Regions from separate parts of the Sus scrofa genome. Here regions 1 and 3 are each linked to region 2. A link is a contact called in public Hi-C data. All regions are on one chromosome and are shown on one strand. Each heading gives the region's core, a stretch centred on a gene start, on an enhancer-like site or on the middle of the called end of the contact. The rest is flanking DNA. Distances are from core to core; before and after follow the strand shown.

Region 1 (2,920 bases), core at 28-2,527, 230 kb before region 2:
TCTTTCTTAAGAAAATGTTCTAAAGCCTGAAAAAATATAGTCTAGATTCTAGACAAGTACAATTATCAAATTTTCTGAAAGAAAATGAAAGCAACGACCAGCAAGCAAATCCCTCTTTAAACCTGCAAATGAATTAACAGTTTTGGTTAATTCTCCCACCTGGTTTTCTATCCACTGAATAGAAGCCAGTCGGTTCACTTTTCTTTACCAAAAAAGCTCGTGGATACCTGGCACTATCACTCATTCTGCCACACAACTTGCTTAAACTCATGGAATAAAACGAATTCTAGCCATCATTGAGTCGGACTCGATTTCACAAAGAAAATCGAAGTTCAGGGTAGAACCCAGGCAGGGAAACCCAGTGCCCACATTTTTAACGTTCTGAGCTATTTTCACACCAGGTTAACCGGTGGAAGGATAAACCCACATAAAGACCGTAAAGCTCGAAGTAGATTACGTTTTTTTCGAGACAATGCGATGCTTCCACAAAACAACAAAAAAATAAGTTAACAGAAAAAGAGAAAAAAAAGGGGGGGGGCTCCAATAATGCCTTTCCCCGGGGATCCTTAGCCGGCCTGCGAGGAGGGCTGGCAGGCGGGCGAGGAGGCGGATTTTCGTGAAATCAAGACACCTGCTGGGCTGTCACGCCGAGGGAGGTGCCGAACCGCCGGGTCAGGGCCAGAAGGCCGGCGGCTGCGAGAGTTTAGGCGCGCAGAAAACTAGGGTTTCGGCAAATGAATGGAGGACGACTCCCGGCGTGGCGGCTAAAGACACGTCAGCCCAGCGCCGGGAGGGGTGGAGCGGGGCCGACAGGGGCGCCAGGGGCCGCGGCGCCCGGGCGCAGCCGGCCCGCCGCCCCTCGCCCCCTCCTCCGGCCGCGGGGCCCGGCCAGCCCGCCGGCGCGAGCAAGGTCGCCGGCACCGCCCCGCACTCGCGCGCAGGAGGCGGGCGCCCCACGGCGGCCCGGCGTCGGGGTCGGGGTCGCGGAGGGAGGCCGGCGAGCGGGACGCGCGACCCAGGGGCCGCTTCCAGCTTCACGCCTGCGCTGGCGGCGTTCCCACCCGGCCGAGCCCCGCCACACACTCCCCTTCGCCTCACCTCCGGGGCCGCCTCGGAGCAGGAGGGTGGCGGGGAATACGAGCAGGAGAAGCAGCAGCAGGCGGGGGAGGGACCTCATGGCGCGGCCGGTCCGGCGTCCAGGCTCCTTCCGCGAGTGCGCTCGGCCGCCCCGGCGGTAATGGCGTTACTCTTCATCCGGGCTCCTGGCGGGGGCGGGGCGGGGCGGGGCACGTACCACGCAGCGCCTTCGCCACGCCCCCTCCCCGGCCCAGGAACGCCGCCAACGTGGCTGCTTGGCTCCTGGCTCCTCGCTCGAGGGCCCCGGAGGTCACGTGGCCGGTTGCTAGGGCCTCCGAGATTCCCGCGAGAGTTCGCCTCCCTCCGTGATAGCGGGTTGGACACCTGTGCTTTGCCTCTGGCTCTGCCCTCGCGCCTTCCCAATTAATTAGCGTCGTTAGTAGTTACTGTATTTGAATGACTGTATGCCTGGGGGCCCGGCGCGATGAAGTCTTCGTATAATTTTAAATAGTAGTGCCAAAGGAACATAAACCGCCTTGTGTGGCATTGAAAAGCAAACATATATTTTGGAATAAACAATTATTTTAAAAAGTCACAGAGCATTAAAAAATACTCGTTGGAAAATCTCGTCGTCCCCGCCCCGCGGACACCCTCATGCACAGTTAGTGACAGTTCTCACATTGCTACCTGACAATTCCAGAGTTCCAAGTCACCTGGAACAGTGCCTGGAATAGAGTAAGCCCTGGGAAATGCATAATGGAGGCAGCAGAGGCTGGACAGCTTCCTTCATTTTCCTTCTCTCTAGCATGGCCTTCGGGTTGCTGCCAGTAATCTGGCAGGTCATGCAATTAAATAATGTGAATTTCAGGCACTGTTGAACTGGACCCGCATGAGAGGTCATATGGATGATGAAGTAAGTTAACATTCGTAAGTAAGCTTACTATTGCCAATCCCTGTCATTTAATCTCTGAAAATCCTTAGGAGCTGGATATTATTTACTGAGAAGAAAACCGAGACACAGAAAGTTTAGTAACTTACCCAAGGCTTAAGAGCTAGTCAGTCGCAGATGCAAGATTTGACCCTGGCAGTTCCACTGCAGACCCTGTGCTCCAGGGTCCCGGGACACCTGGTGTTCTCCTCCTGCACTGGCTCTGCTCAAGGCTTCCCTGCCGTGGGATCCCCTGGAAAGGCAGCTTGTGGCTGCTGCGGGCACCATCTATCTAATTGTCTGCTAAAGTCACAACCCGACAGTGCTGAGCTGAACCAACTCAGCTCCACTCCACTGTGCTGCCAGTGTCCCCACAGCTGCACCTGCACCAGGCAGGACTGGAGGGACTCCTTGAGAGGGCCTCCTCCCACTTGGGTGCTGCCTCCATGCCTCTGCACGGCTGGCTGCCAAAGCTGCCACTCTGTGCTCAAGTCATCAAGACTCGGACACACGCTTGATGCAGCTGAACTTTGCCGAGTTCTCTCTCGGCCTGGCAAGAATCTTCCTCCCCAACTTAGAGGCACTTTCTTTTCCGTGAGTTTCAAATCAGACCTGCTCTGAGTTCCTGATGGCTGACAGGTCTTCTGACAAACACATCCTTCTATTTAACTCGCAGCTCTCGCCCAGCACCCGGAAGACTCTGCAATAGAAGTGGTACCTGTAATCATGCTGTGTACTGAGTGTCACCCTTCTTGCCCCCGGACCAGGGCTGTCTCCCTGGCTCTCTTTTTCCTGTAGAGCTGGTTCCGGCAGAGAGGATTCTCATTCCCGATGTTAAAGGGATTTCTAGCAGGTCTATCTCTCCAGTTCTCAGGCCATGTTTAGACATAGCCTGTGAGGATAATCCAGTCTAGG
Region 2 (3,251 bases), core at 444-2,943:
TGAGATCAGAGGCCTTTGTCCTGGAGAGAAGACATCCTTGACCTGGGCTGAGTTTTGACCTGGTTCACAGGCACACCCACGGAAAAGGGAACTATATATGTCATTCTCAATGACAGTCATTACTTCACACCCCAAAATTATCTCATTTCCCAGGGGCCTTGGCCAACTATGTAAGTGCAAATAAATCCCAAGGATGCTGTGGGCAGAGGATGAATAACCACACATCCCCACGTAGGCTGTTGACAAAAACTTCCTCCACAGTTTCTTTGTTGGAAACAAGTACAAAGGAAAGCAACAATTTGGCATCTGGCTTGAAAAAAAATAAAAACAAAAAATAACATAAGAGGGATTAGACTCTGGGCGTTAAAACCATTTGGGGGGAAAAAGGGCTGATTCCCAAAGGGTCTTGGGTAGGAAATAGACAAGGTAAACCCATCAATAAGAATTAGGGTGGGAATGGCGTATGGAGTAATGAATTTCAAAATTAATTGGGGTTCCCTTGTGCAGTAGGTTAAGGATCTGGTGGTGTCACTGCTCTGACTCAAGTTGCTGCTGTGGTGTAGGTTTGATTCCTGGCCCTGGAAACTTCCCCATTCCCCGGGCGCGGCCAAAAGAAAAAAAAAAAAAAAAAGAGGTAGACACATCCTGCAAAAATGCTTAAACTGAATCTGATCATAAGGAAAAGAAGTCTGACAAATCCAGAAAGAGGGACATGCAAGACAACCAACCAGCTGAGGGCCCTGACAAAATTCAATGACTTCATTTAAAAAGGAGGGTGGGGGAGGCTGTTCTAGATGAAAAGAGACAAGAACCAATTATAGCTCATGGGTCCAGAAAAATAGTAAGACGGCCATAAAAGGATTTGCGGGGGGGACAGTTGGGGAAATTTGAATATGAATATTAGATGTAACTACTGATTTTCTTAGATTTGGTCAAAAGAAATCCCGAGTCCCCCGCAGCCAGGAAGACTGGAGACCTCGCGGACATTGTTCGTGTAGGACAATGTCCTTATTCTTAGGAGATGCATACGGAGATATTTGGGAGTGAAGTATCTGCAACTTTCAAATAAGTTGGCAAAATTAGGGAGCTTGCGTGTATGGAGAGAGTGGGAGAGACCAGACGTAGCAATTAATGAGCTTGAGGACGACTATGCGAATGCTCTTTGTACTACTCTTTCAACTTTTCGGCAGATATAAGCCTTATCTCCCCCCACCCCCTTTTTTAGGGCCGCACCTGCAGCATATGTAAGTTCCCAGGCTAGGGGTTGAATCAGAGCTGCAGCTGCCGGTCTACACCACAGCCACAGCAACTCGCCAGACCCCTGCCCAGTCTGCGATCTACACCACAGGTCACCGGGAACGCCGGATCCTTAACCTAAGGAGTGAGGCCAGGGACCGAACCCCATCCTCATGGATACTAGTGTAATTCCTAACCCGCTGAGCCACAACAGGAACTCCATAAGCCTTTTTTTTAAGTTGGGGGGCGCCCACTCAGGGAAGGCCACGCACAAGCGCCTCCAGCAGTTGTGGCAAAAGCAGCAACGTCTGAACGCTGCGCCTTGGACCTCTCCGCCACCGTGAAAGCAGGAAAGTCTGGAAAGAGACCTCTCAGCAGGACAGCTCCCGCCTTTCCCGGAGGCCTTCCCGATTGGCGGTCCTAGTCACGTGGCGGAATGGCCCCGCCCACAACTCCCAGAGGCCCGCGCGCCAGCGGGCCTTCCGGGCGCTGCTTCCGTATTGGCGGGCGGCGGCCATGGAGGGCGATCCTCCGCCGGTGGAGGAACGGCGGCGGCTGCGGGAGGAGCTGAGCGAGTTCGTGGAGAGCTGTTGGCGGACGCTGGAGGAGGTGACGACGTCTCTGGGCTGGACCCTGGACCGGCTGGTCCCCGGAGAGGAGGAGGCGGCGGCAGAGGTAAGGCGCGGCGTCCTCTCGGGGGCCCTCAGGCGGGCGGAGGGCTCGCGTCTTCCTGGCTGCGGAGGCCTCGGGACCGGTCGGCAGCGCCGGAGGACCCCGCGACCCCGGGACGTTCGCACCCTCTTCCCCGGGCGGCGCGCCCCCGCGGAGCCTCGCCCTAGAGAAGCCGAGAAATCGCTGTGGGTGCGGAGTGGATGGTGGGGCCGGAGCGGAGTTGGAAAACAAGGGGGCGGGTACGGCGGTGGTCCGCTTTGTCGTTTGTCGCAGGCCTCGCAGTTGCACCAGATGGGCTGTCGGGAGAGCTTAAGAGTGCAGTTCCCCCTGCTTTGTCGTACGATGGTGCATGTCTGACGGCCGCTGCACCGATCCTTGGATTTTAAGGGGTACCACCAAGAGATGCTGCTAGCAGCTCTCCTGGCCATTGGGATTGCTTCGGGAAAAGACGTAGGCAGGTAGAGTAGCGTGAGCAGTCCTGATTTTTTTTTTTTTTTAATGGGGTGGGAAGAAGAGAAGTGCTCCAGTAGGTGAGGTTGTTGAGGGTTGAAGCATGGAGTGTAAAAAAAAAAAATCTTTCAGGAGTTGGACCTGGAAGGGATGGAAGGGGTGCAGAGGCTGTAAGCAGAGAGAGATGGAGGGAGTTACTTTTTTAACATGTACATACACTCACATGGAAGGTGGCAGAGGCCTGCAGAAGAGGATATAATGGTATAAGTATTTGTTTAAAAATTTTATACCTTTTTTCTTTGCATCTGTTTGATTTTTATAGGATGAAGTCGTGATATGTCCTTATGATTCCAACCATCACATGCCTAAGTCGTCTTTGGCAAAGCACATGGAATCTTGTAGATTAAGAAAACTGGGCTATACCAAAGAAGAAGAGGTACCATATATTTATTATGTATATGTCGTGTACTTCATGCATCAGTAAAGTCACAATTTTTGGAAGCTATAGTGTGAGGTTTTCTGACAAAATAGTAGTCAGTTGTGGGATACAGCGATACTTGCCTCATTTTGCAAATTATTGCCAGAAATGTTTAAATGATACTAATCTAGTGTTGGTTTAGGTCAAATCTTAAAATAGTCAATCATCTGATACTGAAGAACACTAAGTTTTTGTTTTTGTTTTTTAGGATAAAATGTATAATTCTGATTTTTTCTATGAGAATGCAAAGGTACCTTCAGTTACTTTGAGTAAGTATTAATGTGGTTCTAAAATATCTTTGTATATATATAGGTATTGATATTTCATTTTGTTGTTGTTGTTGTTGTTGTTGTTGTTGCTATTTCTTGGGCCGCTCCCACGGCATATGGAGGTTCCCAGGCTAGGGGTCGAATCG
Region 3 (3,134 bases), core at 161-2,660, 170 kb before region 2:
GCTGGAGCAGCCCAAGAAATAGCAAAAAGACCAAAAAAAAAAAAAAAATCTTTTTTTAAAGTTCAATGTTTTTCAAACCTGTCATCATTTGGTAAAGTATAAAAATGCCAGTGAGCCACGCAAGCTAGTCAGGATTGGTGAAAAATCCGACTTTATGCTCATCTTTTTCTCCGTTTTCCAAATATGTAAATGCTGCCTAAGCTGTGGTGAAGAGGAGCTGAAAAATCCATTTTGTTTTCCAAATACAAAAATCCACAAAGGTCTTATTTCTTAAAAAAAAAAAAAATTCTGTTTAAGAGCCTAGAACCTCCAATTACTATACTTCTACAACTTTGCTCATATAGCATAGTTTACCAATTTACTTTTTTAAAAATTTCTTCCAAAGAGCCACACCTGTGGTATATGGCAGTTCCTGGGCCCGGGGTGGGGGGGGCGGAATCAGAGCTGCAGCTGCAGCCTGAGCTGGAGTTTGTCGCCAGATCCAACCTACATCCTCACAGAAGCAATGGCAGGTCTTTACCCTGTTGCACCACAAGGGCAACTCCTTTTTTTTTTTTTTTTTTTTTTTTTAAGTTAGTTTCACTTTTTTCACCTCTTATTCTGTCCTTATCAGATTTACGCTTGGCTTTGGGGGTGGTGGGAAGTTTTTAAAGGTCTGGATACAGATTCCAGATACACCCCAAATCTGTTTTAGGATGGGCGTTAAAGAGGTATCACTGGAGTTACCGGCAAAAATTCTAAAGTTTTGGTTTTGTAAAACTCTTCAGTCGTATGTCCAACTTTAACTTTGGAAAAGCACTTATCTTACTCCAACCAAAAAAAAAAAGACAACAAACTTTCTTAAGTCGCAAAACTGTGCTCACTTCCAGGGTCCATAGTTTCTTGGATCCACAAGGATTTCGGGCTTCCTCCCTGCGCACGGGCTTCTGCGGAAAGGAGAAGAACGCTTTTTAACCTTCTCCACCGATGGTTTTTAACAACTCGCAGGTGGGGTGCAGACGCGTTGGAACGTCGCTGTGTGACGTCACCCTCCGCGCCGGCGTGGGGGCCCCGCAGTCTCGGCCCGCAGAGCCGGGAGGATGCACGGTGTGCGCCCCAGGCGCAGCAGCCTTGCGCGAGCTGACGCGTCTTGTACGGCGGAAACCAACGGGAGCGGACGCGAAACACTCCGGCGACAGCAGGCGGCCTGGGCTCTGAGGGCACCGCCCTCCGCAGGACTTCCGGACACCTCATTGCCTCCCTCTCGCGTACAGCGGGTCGTGAGCGTCCAGCCACTCAGCCCGGGCGGAGGCGGGGCTTCCGGTGGGAGCGCCGCTTCCGGGAGGGGCGGGGATTCCGGTCCGGGTGGGCCTGCGCGCCGCGGTTGGAGTTCCGTCGCTGCACGAGGTTTGCCGGGCCGCGGGCCGCGCAGAGGCCGTTGGGTCAGCGGGCAGAACCGTCTCTGTGCGATTCCTGCCCAGCTCGGGGCGAGCGGTCTCCGGTGGCGCCGAGGCTCTGCGCGCTCCGGTCATGGACTACCGGCGGCTGCTGATGAGTCGGGTGGTCCCGGGGCAGTTTGACGACGCCGACTCCTCCGACAGGTGGGCAGCCGTGAGTACCCCGACACGGCGCGGATTCTGCGCGCTCCGCCGCCGCCGGCCCTTTGGGGAGTTGACCCTGCTTGTGCTTGGGAAAGAGACTGGTAATTCATCACTCGGGGGCTCCCTCCGCAGCTTTTGCTTCCTCTGTCCCAGCCGGGTTTTCTTCGGTCCAGTTGGCGGCAGAGTGAATAAAAGCCACTTCCCGGGAGAGTCCCGGGTCCCCGCGTTGGTCAGTCTCGCTGAGAGGCAGAGGTGGAGGCAACGATTGGGAAACGGACGTTTTGAGCTTTACCTACATTTAGCATCTCTTGTGTGCCTGTTTCTGTCCTCGGTGCTGGAGATAGTGAAGAGCATGACCAGTCTTGCTTTCTGCTTGGGAGAGAGGGCAGACCATTAACTCCATAGAGGTATTTTAAAAAGAAAAGCCAGGTGATACATACCATGCAAAGTCAGTTGATAGACCTAAATAGTGACCTCATGGTCAAGGAAGGGTTAAGTCCAGGTTGGAACAAGGAGCCAACCTCAGGAAGAGCAGAAGGAACAGCAGTTGTGGTGCTGAAGCCCCACGGTGGGGCCCCTCTTGGGTTGTGAAAGGAAAATCTAGAAGCCCTTGTGCCTAGAGCACAGTGGAGGTGGTTGAGAAGATGGGTTGGGAAGGATGTAGAAATGAGAAGGGGCCAGAGCGTACTGAGCCTTACAGGTAATGGTAGGGAGTTGAGATCTTGTAGAAAGCCATAGCAGGGCTGTTGGGGGGTGACATCATCTGGTGTGCGATTTAAAGGAGTCATTCTGGGAGTCCCCTGCTGGCTCGGTGGGTTAAGGACCTGGCTTTGTCTCTGCGGTGGCCCGGGTTTCTGCATGCCATGGACACAGCCCCCAAAATAAATAAATACAGGCATCACTTTGCTATAGAGGGGATGGATTTGGAGGGCAAGCGTGGATGCAGTTCACTGACCTGCAGACATGTTTTGTTTGGTAGGTAAATTCAGTTTTGTTAAAATTGAATATGTCAATTAAGTGGGAGATTGTACCCCAAAATGCAGGTTTCTGACTTCTCTTGAAAATCTATGAAGATACGGTAACACTGCTCTGAATTCTCAGGTGGCAAAAAAAGACCTTGTTAGTTGTGCTCCCTTTACTCTGGGCCAGTTCTTGGGGTTTGACAGTCCCCTCTTCTCCTATTTAATTATACCCAAGCCTTCTTCTCTCTGGTGGTGCTTCTCCTCGCCCCCCACCCGCCCATGAACAAGAGTGATTTGAAATTCTTTGTGTAACACAAGTCTTGACATGCTTCCTTTTGTTGTAAAGTGACACTGAGCTCGCCATAAGGCTTGAAATAAGGCTTTAGACTTGGTCCCAAGTTTAGTCAGAAAGCCTCTCCCGCCCTGTCTCAAGCAGCTCTGTCAATAGTTTTCCTAGAGTTCAGGTCAGGGGTGGTTCAGAGTTTGTTCGTTCAGCGGATTTAACACCCTGATATACTGCGTCTTTAGTAGGACCTGAAGCATAAGCAGATGGCTGGAACAGAACTCTGAAAAACAGAAGAATTTGCTATTA

The links. Hi-C and Micro-C count contacts between places; a contact is called where the count stands out from the background.
Region 1: a Hi-C map of epiblast stem cells shows a contact between it and region 2, with 1.8 times the contacts expected there. The contact joins the promoter of SSR1 here to the promoter of SNRNP48 in region 2. A contact is called at or near these places in 1 of 5 promoter capture datasets (liver) and 2 of 47 Hi-C or Micro-C datasets (embryonic fibroblasts and epiblast stem cells).
Region 3: a Hi-C map of liver shows a contact between it and region 2, with 3 times the contacts expected there. The contact joins the promoter of RIOK1 here to the promoter of SNRNP48 in region 2. A contact is called at or near these places in 1 of 5 promoter capture datasets (liver) and 10 of 47 Hi-C or Micro-C datasets (alveolar macrophages, embryonic fibroblasts, epiblast stem cells and 4 more).

The regions. Positions count from the first base shown.
Region 1 is chr7:4,684,615-4,687,534 of Sscrofa11.1, forward strand. SSR1 (signal sequence receptor, alpha) reads right to left here and starts at 1,278. Exons shown (of 9, transcript NM_001185167.1): 1 at 1,099-1,278. The coding sequence starts at 1,177.
Region 2 is chr7:4,917,650-4,920,900 of Sscrofa11.1, forward strand. SNRNP48 (U11/U12 small nuclear ribonucleoprotein 48 kDa protein) reads left to right here and starts at 1,694. Exons shown (of 10, transcript XR_002346288.1): 1 at 1,694-1,911; 2 at 2,681-2,794; 3 at 3,045-3,105.
Region 3 is chr7:4,749,423-4,752,556 of Sscrofa11.1, forward strand. It overlaps RIOK1 (RIO kinase 1), which reads left to right and starts at 1,411. Exons shown (of 17, transcript NM_001243687.1): 1 at 1,411-1,580. The coding sequence starts at 1,510. It overlaps CAGE1 (cancer-associated gene 1 protein), which reads right to left and starts at 1,258. Exons shown (of 13, transcript XM_021100145.1): 1 at 864-1,258. The coding sequence starts at 1,233.